2 separate regions of the Rattus norvegicus genome follow, and region 1 is linked to region 2. The links are chromatin contacts, called in public Hi-C maps. All regions are on one chromosome and are shown on one strand. The core of a region is the stretch at or near the end of the contact, and the rest is flanking DNA. Distances in the headings are between cores, read along the strand shown. Region 1 holds the start of Zfp36l1 (zinc finger protein 36, C3H type-like 1). Region 2 has its middle 35 kb from the start of Rpl36l6.

What was found. A called contact is a pair of places that touch in the nucleus more often than the background predicts.
Region 1: a contact with region 2 is called in a Hi-C map of the Rat2 cell line, with 2.5 times the contacts expected there. The contact joins the promoter of Zfp36l1 here to the enhancer-like site in region 2. A contact is called at or near these places in 3 of 12 Hi-C or Micro-C datasets (the Rat2 cell line, mammary epithelial cells and psoas muscle).

Annotation. Positions count from the first base shown.
Region 1 is chr6:104,666,144-104,671,638 of GRCr8, forward strand. Zfp36l1 (zinc finger protein 36, C3H type-like 1) reads right to left here and starts at 2,547. Exons shown (of 2, transcript NM_017172.2): 1 at 2,378-2,547; 2 at 1-75. The coding sequence starts at 2,434.
Region 2 is chr6:104,581,411-104,587,674 of GRCr8, forward strand. No RefSeq gene overlaps it. Among named protein-coding and RNA genes, the nearest start is that of Rpl36l6, 35 kb to the left of the region's middle. Within about 2 kb of position 2,496, at least 24 of the 93 cell types and tissues checked have an H3K27ac peak or open chromatin away from gene starts, as enhancers often do.

The DNA.
Region 1 (5,495 bases), core at 1,297-3,796, 85 kb after region 2:
AGGGGTGCCCACTGCCTTCCTGTCCAGCAGGCAGCCCCCAGCACTGGGAGTGCTGTAGTTGAGCATCTTGTTACCCTGGAGGGAGGGGGGAGAAAAGGACCGGTGAGTGACTGAGGACATCCACGAGGTCAGGGCATGGTGTCCACAAAGGACAGCACCTTTCATCTGATAGGCCTGTCTCTCTAAAAGGAGCCACCTGGGGTTTATTTTGGCACTGCTCATAAGAAACTACAAAACCCTGCCCTGTGTGGAAGAAAAAAAGTTACGTATTCAACCTGCTCCATGCTGACCCGATACGCAGCTTGACCCCCAAAGCCAATTTTTTCACTCGAAAATCCAGGCCCTGGTTCAAACATTCCTTAACTCAGAATCTTTCACACAAGACAGTCCCCTCTAACTTTTCTTCCCCTAACAGAATCAGGTAAACCAGGTTTAGAAGTTTAGAAGACTAAGCACCAGAGCCAAATCCTCTCTCAATCAGTCCCTGCTTACCCGCCATCCCCTCCCCCCACCCCCACACACATAAAATCTAGCCCCACACTCCATTTCCTCTTCCACAAATGTACCCTTCCTTTGGCAACAGGTCTTCAAACTGCACTTTTTCCTTCCTTTCAGAAGGGCCTAGTCTGGGATGTGGGGAGAAGGCTATATGGTGTCTGAAAACACAAATGCATGGCCCCCAAGCTTCAGGAAGGGTACCCCAGACCCTGGGAGGGACAACTCCCAGCATTCCCCACCCCCTTTCACTGGAAAGATGCCTTTGCACTTGGTCTCCTGGCTGCAAGAGAGGTCTGGATAAGAGCTCCAGTGTTTAATCTTGAACCAAAGTGCAGATGAGAACGTACCAGCACACACACACTCCACGACTCAGTCAATTGTGTGTGTTGAAGGGGTGGGGGGAGGTGAGCAGGGACAGGACAAACCCTAGTCACCTGCTCAAACGACCTAAGATTTAGAAAGAGTGGGGGTAGGAAACTTGAAAGTTATCTCCAGGCCCCTGACACATGTGGGTGTGTGTCATTGTGCAAATTCTAAAGTTAGTCCCTTAGGATCAGCAGCAGGGGATCGGGAATCGGTAACCCTGTAACCGCAACCACCCCACCGAGCGGATTACAGGAACCCAGAGGAGAGCCGGTTCCCAACAATGAGGTTCATTTAAAAAGTCCTGCGGGGGGAGGGGGCAAAAGAAAGAGAAATAGATCAAAGAGCGGGCAGCAGGGACGAGAAGGATGGAGTTGCCTAGCTCAGGCAGCCGCCGGGGCAAACAGACTTGGAAAAACGCAGGGAGGGAAAGAAGCCGAAAATGCAAAGTTTTGATGTTGCTCTACTGCTCCGGCAAGGCCCTGCACCCCAACCCTGCAGCCCTGGGGCCTTGGCAGCTGCATCGACAGGAGCAGCAAGCTAGGAAGAGAGCAACATGACCCGACGTGTTTAAGGGAAGGCAAAAACAGTTCAGCAATTAAAAGTAGCCTAGCAGCTTCAGCCTTTCAAATTGGGGGGTTGGGGGATGTAGAGTGGGTAAAAAATTAACAACATCCACAGAGTTGAACATTTCAACCGCACTCTTGGAACATTACGGTTTTAAAAGTTTGTGTTTTGTTTTGCTTTCCGAAAACCTGACTGGCAAACTACCCCATTTTGGCCCTCTTAAATCCTAACTGGCGGGAACTTGAGGTCTGGCAGCATTTTGTTCCCCTATTCCTTAGTCAACGAACCGTAGTGCCTCACACACAGGTAAGCAAACACTTTCAGCCCAAAGTTTGCAGCATGATCGACCAGCTCTCGCGGAGGAAGCCTAGTTCAGCTGGGGCGGACAAACTCCACTACAGAGTCACTTTGCCTACATCTTTTTGAACCTTAAGTTGGTCTTTTTTCTTCGCCGCATTACCTATTAGCCTCCCAAAGCAGACAAGAAAATTCTCCCAGTCACATACCGCCCTAAGTCTTGGTTTTTCCTAGAGACCCCTACGCCACAGGCTAGCAAAAGGTGTTGAGTAACCTCGAACACCTCCAGCGGGCACAGAAAACCCAGAGTGCACACCGTGAAGCCGAACCCATCCGCTTACCCCAGCTCCAGCGGTGCACCATGCAGAAAAGAACCCTTCAAAATTTGTCCCAATCCTAACCACTGTTCCGCACTTCCTTGCCCCGCAAACTGGAGCAGTCGCCCAGAACTTTGCTCCCCGAATTCATATAGAACTTCACCTGGGACCTGAAACTTGGGAGTGAGGACGACATGACCAAATTCCTTCACCATGGAGGGAAACACAAGCAATGAGTCCTTCACTCCCTCTACGCTGTTTCCCCAGACCCAAACTTTTAGTTTCTTTAAGCCCAAGAGAAACTTTCAAAAAGCCAACGCTCCGCCCTACTTTACCTTGCATAAAACTTCGCTCAAGTCGAAAATGGTGGCGGACACGAGGGTGGTGGTCATCGTGGGCGTTCGCACGGGGCAAGGACTAGGATCTGTTGTGTCGTGAAGGTCCCGGTGCGGGGAAGGCGCAGCCTCCGGCTCTCCGGTCAGGAGTCCCACACGCCTGCTCCCGGCGCCCCTCGCCTTTCTGACTCTCCCGGGCTGCGGCGAGCAAAGCCCAATTTATAAGATATGAGGGTTGGGAGGGTGGAAGGAGGAGCTTTAAACTTATTTAAATGAAGAAGAGGAGGTGGAAAAAAAGTTGATTGACACCGAGGTTGAATCAGCCATGCGGTCAAGAGGGAGGGAGGGGGAGGGAGGGAGGAAAGAAACTTTCAAAAGGAAGAAGGGGGAGGGAGACGAGGAAAGAAGGCGGAAAAAAAAAAAAAGCACTCGGAGCGGCGCAAAACTTTTTTTTCTTAAAGAGGAAAAGTTTCGAGTCCGCGGGCTCCGCTCCCGGGCTCTGGGGGCGCCCCTCCCCTGGGCCGAGCCGGGCAGAGGGGGAGGGGGGCCCACCCTTTGTCAGCCTCGCTGCTCGGCTCTGTGACATCACTCATTCCACCCCCTTCTGAGTTCTGGTTGTTGTGTTTGTTGATTTTTTTTTTTTTTTTAAGGGTTGGAAGGCGGGCTCGACTCTCTTCCCCCAACCCCCCTTTCTCTCCTCTCCTCTCTTACTCTTTTTTTCTCTAGCAGGAGCTGAAGCTGGTCCCGAGCGGGCCAGGGCTGCGGTTTCCATCTTGAGCTAGTGTCCCTTGAAACTTCTCCAAGTTCCCGCACGACTTACCGTCTCCTGACTTCCCTGTCCACACCCGGCTACCCATCGCAAAACGAGCCGGGAGAGGAGTTTAGGAATGCGGAGCACCCCAAATGTTCGAGTCAAGAGTTTTATGTTTGTTGTTTCCCACCAATGGGAAAGAGAAGTAGGGGTGACCAGAGAAACTTTTCCTCCCGGAGAGCCCAGCCTGGCGGGGGCGAGAGCAGCAGGATTTTGCGCGCAGCGCTCGTGTACACGCGTGCTGGCCCGCAGCCTGCGCTGGCCCGGTAGGGTGGGGGCACCGTGGACTAGACCACTGCCTGGGCAGAATTCTTTTAGACAGACCTAGTTGGGGCGTCTCGTTCACACAACCGATCTTTAAACTTGCTACTACAGAAAAATCCAGATTTTCATGGGCGCCCCTTGAAAATAAAAGAGCAACAAGTCACTTTCCGCGCGCGCTTTGAATTCGGGCTACCTCCTCCACACATCCCCGAATGTTAAAAACAAGGGGAAAGAAGTTACTTTGGTAAGAAGGAAGGTAGAGGTGGGGGAAGCGACACTTTTAACTTCTTGCTGCTCTCCCGCCCCCACGCGAACGGAACATATGGCTTGTCACTATGCCCTGTTTGGGGGTGCCAAGCAATAAGACCCACGGAACCCAATGGCCTTCAATGAATTATACCGCCCTTTAAAACCGCGAACTATGTGTTTATTTACTATTAGGTTTGGCTGCCTCCCACCGGCACAGGCTCGCGTGCTGCAGTGGAGACCCGGGCGGAAATCGCGGGCCGCGCCGCCCAGGCCTCGCACGTTTCTTCCCAGCATTCGAGGCCGCCGGGTCTGTTATGAAACCCGGTGAGCCGAGTGGCTACGAGCGAGTTCCATTGCGATGTAATTAGGTCACCCCATTACAAGTACGTTTCTCTGGAAAGGACGGAGCGGGCGGAGCGGAGCGTTCGAGGCGCACCACCCCTTACACACACGCACACTTTAAAAAAAAAAACAAAACTTTATTTATCGCCAGCTTCTGGGCAAACCCAGGGAAACCATCCAAATCACAACTGTTTTAGAAACAAGTTTTTTTTCTTTTAACTTTGCGAAACACGACTTTTGCTGCAGCCCACGAGCCTAACATTAATTCCCCGCGGAGTCTCTGCTTGATTCGTCTCCAGTGACTTGAATTGATGGCTCCCCCATTTTTAACACGGCTGCTGCCCCTGGGTTTTGGTGCTGCTGCTGTCCAGCCGCCGGTTGCTTCCCTCCCCCGCTCCCATTTTTCATCTTTTCTTGAAATCTGGCAAGCGGCAAGAAGGGAAATAACTTCCATCCACCTTAATTTAAATCATTCGGGTTTGTAGGTTTCTTTTTAAAGGGATGTTTGCTCGGTCCCCTCCCCAGTTCCAAGGGGGTTGATGTGTGCGCGCGGATTTCGTGCCGTTTCTCGGTGATGAGGTAATGAGTTCCAGATTTCGGGACAGAACAGGGTGCGTTAAAACCACAAGGTTAGACTGAGTCCTGATGTGAAGCTATTTCGGCTTTTCATTCCGCACGACCCGCCCGGCTGGTCTAAACTCCCGAGTGTTTGCGGAGCTCAGCTGCGGGAGACTCTGACCGGGGAGGGGCGACCTCGCCCGGTGGTGCTGTCCCTGGGGCGGCGGAGCGGGCTTGGACACTCCGAACTGCCTAAGTAATTTTGTTGTTTTTCTTTTTTTTTCTCTCTCTCTCTCTCAAAGAAGAAAGGCGATTCCTCGAATTTCCTACCCCTTCCCAGCTCCCTTGGGCCTCCCCTCCCCCGCTTCCCGGGGCGCGGGCTCCGCGGGCGGCGCGCTCCCGGGTTGTTTACCCGCCCCGCCGACCGCCCGGGTTTGTTCCTGCTCCCAGAGCCCGTCTCTATAATTAAACTCTTTTTTCTAATTGTCGGGTTGCAACGTCATTTAGGGGACTTTCCAGGGAGGTGGGGGGAGGGAGCACTCCTTAACCCTTCGCTAACCCTGCGTCTAGGACACAAGGCCCGCGCAGAGGCCGGAGACCCGCAGGTAGGCCGCAGGTACCCAGCCAGCCTGAGCCAAGCCGCGAGGCTCCAGAGACTCGAGCCCAGGCCTCCCATGCGCCGGGCCGCACAGGCCGCCGCCTTCACCTGCGCCGCCGCTTCCGCCCGGGGGGCGCCGCTGTCGCCGACTTCCGGTTCGCGCGTCCCCGGCCGCGCAGGTATTTTGGGGGTGGGGGCGGGGCCGCGAGGTTTTGAGACCCGAGAAAGTGAAAGTCCTCGGGAAGTCCGGAGGTGAGGAGACTGTGTGAGTCCGCCAAACCCGAGCCGAACCAGTT
Region 2 (6,264 bases), core at 1,246-3,745:
ATGTGTTGAGAGGTTTATCAGTCAGTTAATGATGATCCTAAGTTGACCCTGAGTGTAGTATGTATGTGTGCAAAACCCCAGCCTACAGAGTCAGGGCTTATGACAAGGACAGGACGAATGTGTTCTCCAGAATCCAGAGCCCAGAGGTCAGGGGGAGATCAGGGGCTAGCAAGTACCTATCAGCTCCCCTCTCCCCCAGCCTAGACGGAGAAACAAGCTTTTAGTTTTCAGCAGAGTGAGAGCTATCAGATAGGCTCTTAGCTGCAGAGTCCCTGCCTGGATCAGCCTTTGGGGCTTCAGGACTGCCTGTCAGCCCAGTCAGGGACTTTAAGCACTCCCCAAGTTCCTGCAGCTGCAGTGTCCCAAGTGAGCAGCTTGTGTCTTGTAGGGACCACAGTGGCAAACACCCTGGAAAACCCAGGATGTGCACTCCCCAAACCAGCATCATATATGTCTTTGAGAGCCCCAGCCTCTCCTACCTTCTGGGAGTCGGGTAGGGGACGGCCTTGCAATTTCAGGACCGCACCCATGTCTGAAAATCCTAAGGAACCCTCTGGACTTTACTCCCCCACCCGCCCTGTGACAGGGGTCAGCAAGCCACAGATGTTTCTAATGAAGGTCCCAGACCCAGCCAGGAGGTAACAGGCAAGCCGCACACAGGGGGCCACAACCCCCAGACCAATGAAAGCACACACTGCCCAGTGAATGAGACCTACACTCTCGAATTCTCAGTTCTTTTCAGGAAATTGCCAACTTAGCCCTTGGCTTTCTCCTCTCCCCGCGCCCTCCCCGTCTCCGTAGTAACCACCCCCCATCCTCCGGAGCCCCTCCCCTTGCTGCCTGCCCCCTCCTCTCTTCTCCACCCTCGCGTCTCATCTGTCTGGGTGGGAACCAGGATTAGAGCGCTCCGGGACTGGGCTGCTTTTCCCAGGGCCGCTCTGCTTTCCTGACTTCGTTGCAGCCGCCGGGCTGCTACCCCAAGCTTTTCAAGTCCCAGACTTAATGAGCGGGTCCTGGGTTTCCTCCTCTTCCCTTTCTCTGCCTCCAATAAAGTGAGAGAATTAACCCAGGTTTTAAGGGCCGGGGTTCCAAGTTGCATATCAAAGGGGGCTTTCCCAAGCTGCTTCTGCATTTCAAAGGGGCTGATTTATGCTCACTTAAACCCACACTTTTTGGGGTAAGAGTTTTGCCGAGAGGTCAAACTCTGGAAAAACAAATGGATCCCCATTCACCCCCTCCTGGGGTGCGGTGGGCCATTAGTATATAAACTGCCCACACTAAAGGTGGGAAAAGGGCTGCTCAGAAGCCAGGGCCCAGATCCCCATGTTCCTGTGGGTTTCGCCTTTAAGAAGTGGGAGGGAACACCGTAGGATCCTCCCCACTACTACAGTCCTATGTGAGGCTGCTACATGAGGCTGGCACTAGCCAAACACACACACACTCAGACACTGCTTCGACTGTCCCGCTCCCCAGGGAAGCACTGAGTAGGGCAGGCTCTTCTCCCAGAGTCCTTGGCAAGGAATCACTCATTTCTCTACCCAATAAGATTAGCTGAGGAGGGTCACTGGGAACAGGAATAAAACTTTCTCCCTGGAGAGAGAAGAGGGATCAAGGGAAAATTTGGGGCGGTCACACAGGGCCTGGCAGTAGACCCAGGAAGACCCATACCTAGGTTCTGCAGTTTTTCCAAGGTCCCTCCTGGGTCTTTGCCTCCCCACTTCTCGTCACTGGCATGGACATGTACCAGAGTTGTCCCTACAGTGTCTTGCTCCACACCCTCCCTCTTTTGAACAGATAAAGCTCAAGACAACAGCAGGAGTCCAGGAAGAAAGAAGTGGGAGAGAAGGAGAGGACTTCATGTTTGAATTATTCAAGGAGATCCCCAGATCCTTCTCAAGCAGGGTCCCTGGAAACTCTTCCGAGCTCTTGGGCCCAGGGAAGCCCCTGGTGACTGGTAGCCACTAGCTAGACAGCCCTGCTCTGGCAGCCTGTCATCAGCCAGCTATGGGTCCTCAGCCTACTCAGGTCTCGCTCCAGGACACTTGTAAGACAATGCAATTCACACATTCAGCTTGGAGGGGGAGAAAGAAATCCGCCCTCTCTTTGTATCTTTTCTTTCTACACTCTCCGGACCTCCACCAAAACTTATTTACACTAAGTAACATTACACATCCCCACCTCTTCTTGGGCTCTGTAGCTGAGCCCTCTCTCCTGGGCAAGGCCTCTTCTGTCCCTCTGTCCCTCTGTCCCACCAGCGTTCCATAAAACTTCGGCTTAGTCTCTTGGAAAATGCTTCTCTCTAACAAACCTCAGGCTCTCAGGCAACTCCCCATCATCCACCAAAACCCGAATTCAGCAACAGGTGTCCTGAGGAATCTGGCGTGGCCCACCAGAAACCAAAGGAAATAGCATTGGTCTGATTCAAAACCTGCACAAGTGAGTCAGCTCCCATTGCTGTCACCTAGTGTTACACCCACAGTGTTCGTGGTTTACTAGACAGCAGAACTCACTCAGAACAGTGGGAGCCTCGGGTTGACTCCTGGGCCAGCTGTGGGCCTTTGTCTTGACAAGTGGGGTGTGCATACGGCATAAGAAGACTGAATCAGACAGTCTTGTGGCTCACTGTGTCTTCCCAAATCCTCTGGTCACCTAGAAGGGCTGTTCTGCATTTCATGCCTTAGGAAAATGTCTCTCAGAAATGCAATAAATAGCTGGGAATGGGGGAGGGGACACACACCCTTAGTCCCAGCATTTGGGAGGCAGAGGCAGGAGGATCTCTGAGTTTGAGGTAGGCCTGTCTACAGAGTGAGTTTTAGGACAGCCAGGCCTACACGGAGAAACCTTGTCTCAAAAAAGAGGAGGAGGAAGAGGAAGAGGAGGAAAGAGGAGGGAGGGAGGGGGAAGGAGGAAGAAAAGAGGGTAGGGGAGGAAGGAAGGAAGGGGGAGGGAAGGAGGGAGGAAGGGAGGAAGGGAAGGAGAGAGGCAATGAATGGGGAAATTCTTAGGAACAGCCTCTGCCCAAGCAGGTGTCCACAGCCAATCCTCTTTCTGTTCATCATCCTCATAACAAGACCACCGAAGTCTGCTTCATGACATTTGCTCCAGAAGAACCAGTGTTCTTACTAGCTGTGAAGCCTCTAGCAAGACCGAAACACCCCAGGTAACCTGAATCCCAAAAGCTCCAGAGAAGTGGAAATGGACCAAGATGGGGATCCAGAGGCCATTCATGTTTAATTGCCCTAGAAGAAGAGTCCCAAAGCTTGTTTGGGTATTGAATAATCATGAGGCGGAGGAGGAGGCCCAGAGGAAGGAAGCCTAGGAGGGGATCACAGGTTGGGAGGGAAGACTGTAAGTTGACAGGAGCAAGCCAAGAGCAAAGATGGGGGAACTAAGTCAGCACCTTCCAGGGAGCACCTAACCTCTGTCCTCGACAGGAAGGGTAGGAACAACCCAAAGACAGGAACCAAACTGAAGGCTCGGCTCCCACCTCACCCTTCTCCAGACAGTGCAAAACTGTCACCCTTCCCATGCCCTCTTCCTCTCTCATTCTGTCAGAGACTCCCCTCACCTTGACCTACTGGTCATCCAGGGTGCTTCAGTGAAAAACAAGGGCTTCAGTGAAAACAAGGGCTTCAGTGAAAACAAGGGCTTCAACAATTGACAACCAATTTCTTCCCAGCCCTGGAGAAACACAAACAGCAGGGTTGTGGAGGACCTGGCTGAAGACGCTGGCACACAGAGATAATTGGGAATGATGCCTCAGGTGGGTCTTCCCCAAGAAGTCACCCTGAAATATACTTGAATTGTGGTATGTGTGTGTGGTGTATAAGCATGCTCACACATGTGAGCGCGTGCGTGTGTGTGTGTGTGTGTGTGTGTGTGTGTGTGTTAAGTCATTTGTTGAGATAGACTTTACACATACTAAAGTTTACCCACTTTTAACCTCTAGTTCTGGGGCTAGAGAGCTAGGATGGCATAGTGGTTAAGAACACATACTGTTCTTGCAGAAGACTTGAATCAGCTCCCAGCATCCATGTTCGGGGCCACACCACCTCCTCTAACTTCAGTTCAATGCCTCCTTCTGGCCTCTGCAGGAACCCAAATGTGCATGCACATATAATAAAAATAAATAAGTTGGGGTTGGGGATTTAGCTCAGTGGTAGAGCGCTTGCCTAGGAAGCGCAAGGCCCTGGGTTCTGTCCCCAGCTCTGGAAAAAAAAAAAAAAAGAACCAAAAAAAAAAAAAAATAAATAAATAAGTAAACTCTAGCTCTAAGGGCCTTCACTAATAGATGCATGCGGTCATGTGAGCACTACATCCCCAAGGTATCCCTCTACCCCAAGTTCAACACTTCTTGTCAGTCCACCTCTCTCCCAGCACGAATCCCCAAACAATTCCTCGGGAATTCCTGTCCCACTAGAGTTTTGACCACTCCTGAATGCCACTTCAGTGGCGTTGTGCGCTGTGTTCACCTGGCTGAGTTGGCTTTGCCTAACGCACCAGTTGTTTGCTTTACTCTCCATGCCAGGCATGCATTTCACCCATGAGGTCTGTTCCACCACAAAGAGGGCTTTGCCGTTTTTTCCTTCAGTCACCCAAGTTCCTTTGAGTTATGTCCTGCTTTGGACCATTGCGATGAAAGCCATTATAAGTATTTGTTTACAAGGTTTTACAGGACCTGAGTTTTTCATTCCTCTTGGAAAATATCAAAGTGGTTGTCTTAGTGAGGGTTTCTATTCCTGAACAAACATCATGACCAAGTAGCAAGTTGGGGAGGAAAGGGTTTATTCAGCTTACACTTCCACATTGCTGCTCATCACCAAAGGAAGTCAGGACTGGAACTCAAGCAGGCCAGGAAGCCGGAGCTGATGCAGAGGCCATGGAGGGATGTTACTTACTGGCTTGCTTCCCCTGGCTTGCTCAGCTTGCTCTCTTATAGAACCCAAGACCACCAGCCCAGGAATGGCCCCACCCACAATGGACTGGGTCCTCCCACCTTGATCACTAGTGGAGAAAATGCCTTACAGGTGAATCTCATGAAGGCATTTCCTCAACTGAGGCTCCTTTTTCTGTGATAATTGCAGCTTGTGTCAAGTTGACACACAAAACTAGTCAGTACAGTGGTATTTCTGGATGGTTGTTTTTATATTAAATTGTCAACACTGTTTTCAAAATGAGGATACTACTTTGAATTCTCATAAGCAATGTACAAGAGTTCTAGTTGTTTCCCCAGCTGCTGATATAGCATGGTTTCTCTCCTTTCTTCTTTTTTAACATTATTTATGGAGTGGGGGATGGGAGTCATATGTACCACAGCACATGTGTAAAGATCAGAGGATGACTTGTGGATTCTCTCTCTCAACCATTGAGTTCCAGGGATCAAAAACAGCTAGTAGGCCTTGGAGAGAAGGGCCTCTATGTGTGTTTGTGCATGCATGTATGCATGAGTGTGTGTTGTTTTGTCTTTAATATTTTTTTCTTTTAGCCATTCAAAAATATGTGGCTTCTCACTGTGATTTCAATTTTGTGATTAATGATGCGGAACATATTTTTCTGTGTTTATTTTTTCTTTGGTGAAGGGTTATATTCAGTTATCTAATAATTAGAAATTTTTTACAGAGTTTTGAGGGCTTGTTTATTTTATGTACACATCCTCTGTCAAGATGGAGTTCTTGTAAATATTTTCCCTCGGTTGGTGGCTTTCTTTTTATCCTTTTAATGGAGATTTTAAATTTTGATGAAATCAAACTTATCAGATTTATGAGTTATATTTTCAGTGTCATATATAAGAATTCTTGTCTAACCAAAATCACAAATATTATCACCTGTGTTCTTATTTGTACTTTCAGAAGTCTTCCCCTTTCATACTTTCTCTTGTGTCGTTGTCTTTGTATATGAAAAGTGGTCACTTAGATCTACTATTCTTTATGAACTATTGGCCGATGTTGGTATTGTTCCTGCCTTCCTCCTGTTCTTCTTCCTGCTCCACCCGGTGTATAAGTAACCTTTTTCTGCCTTATGTAAATATTGTCTCAGAGGCTTCTAGCTTCCGTACAATCTAATCTAGGACTAGAATATTACAGCTCTGAGAAGGCTGAATGAACTCATACTTTCGTGTTCTTTCTGATCTTTGCCTGGCTGATTCAACCCAGCTGTTCTGACTCACGCTCCTCTCCAAGCTGACTGAGTCAATCTGGCTTCTCTCTCAGGCTCTGACTGAAAAGCTCTGCTTGGCTTCATACTAACTTTGGTAATATGTTCTAA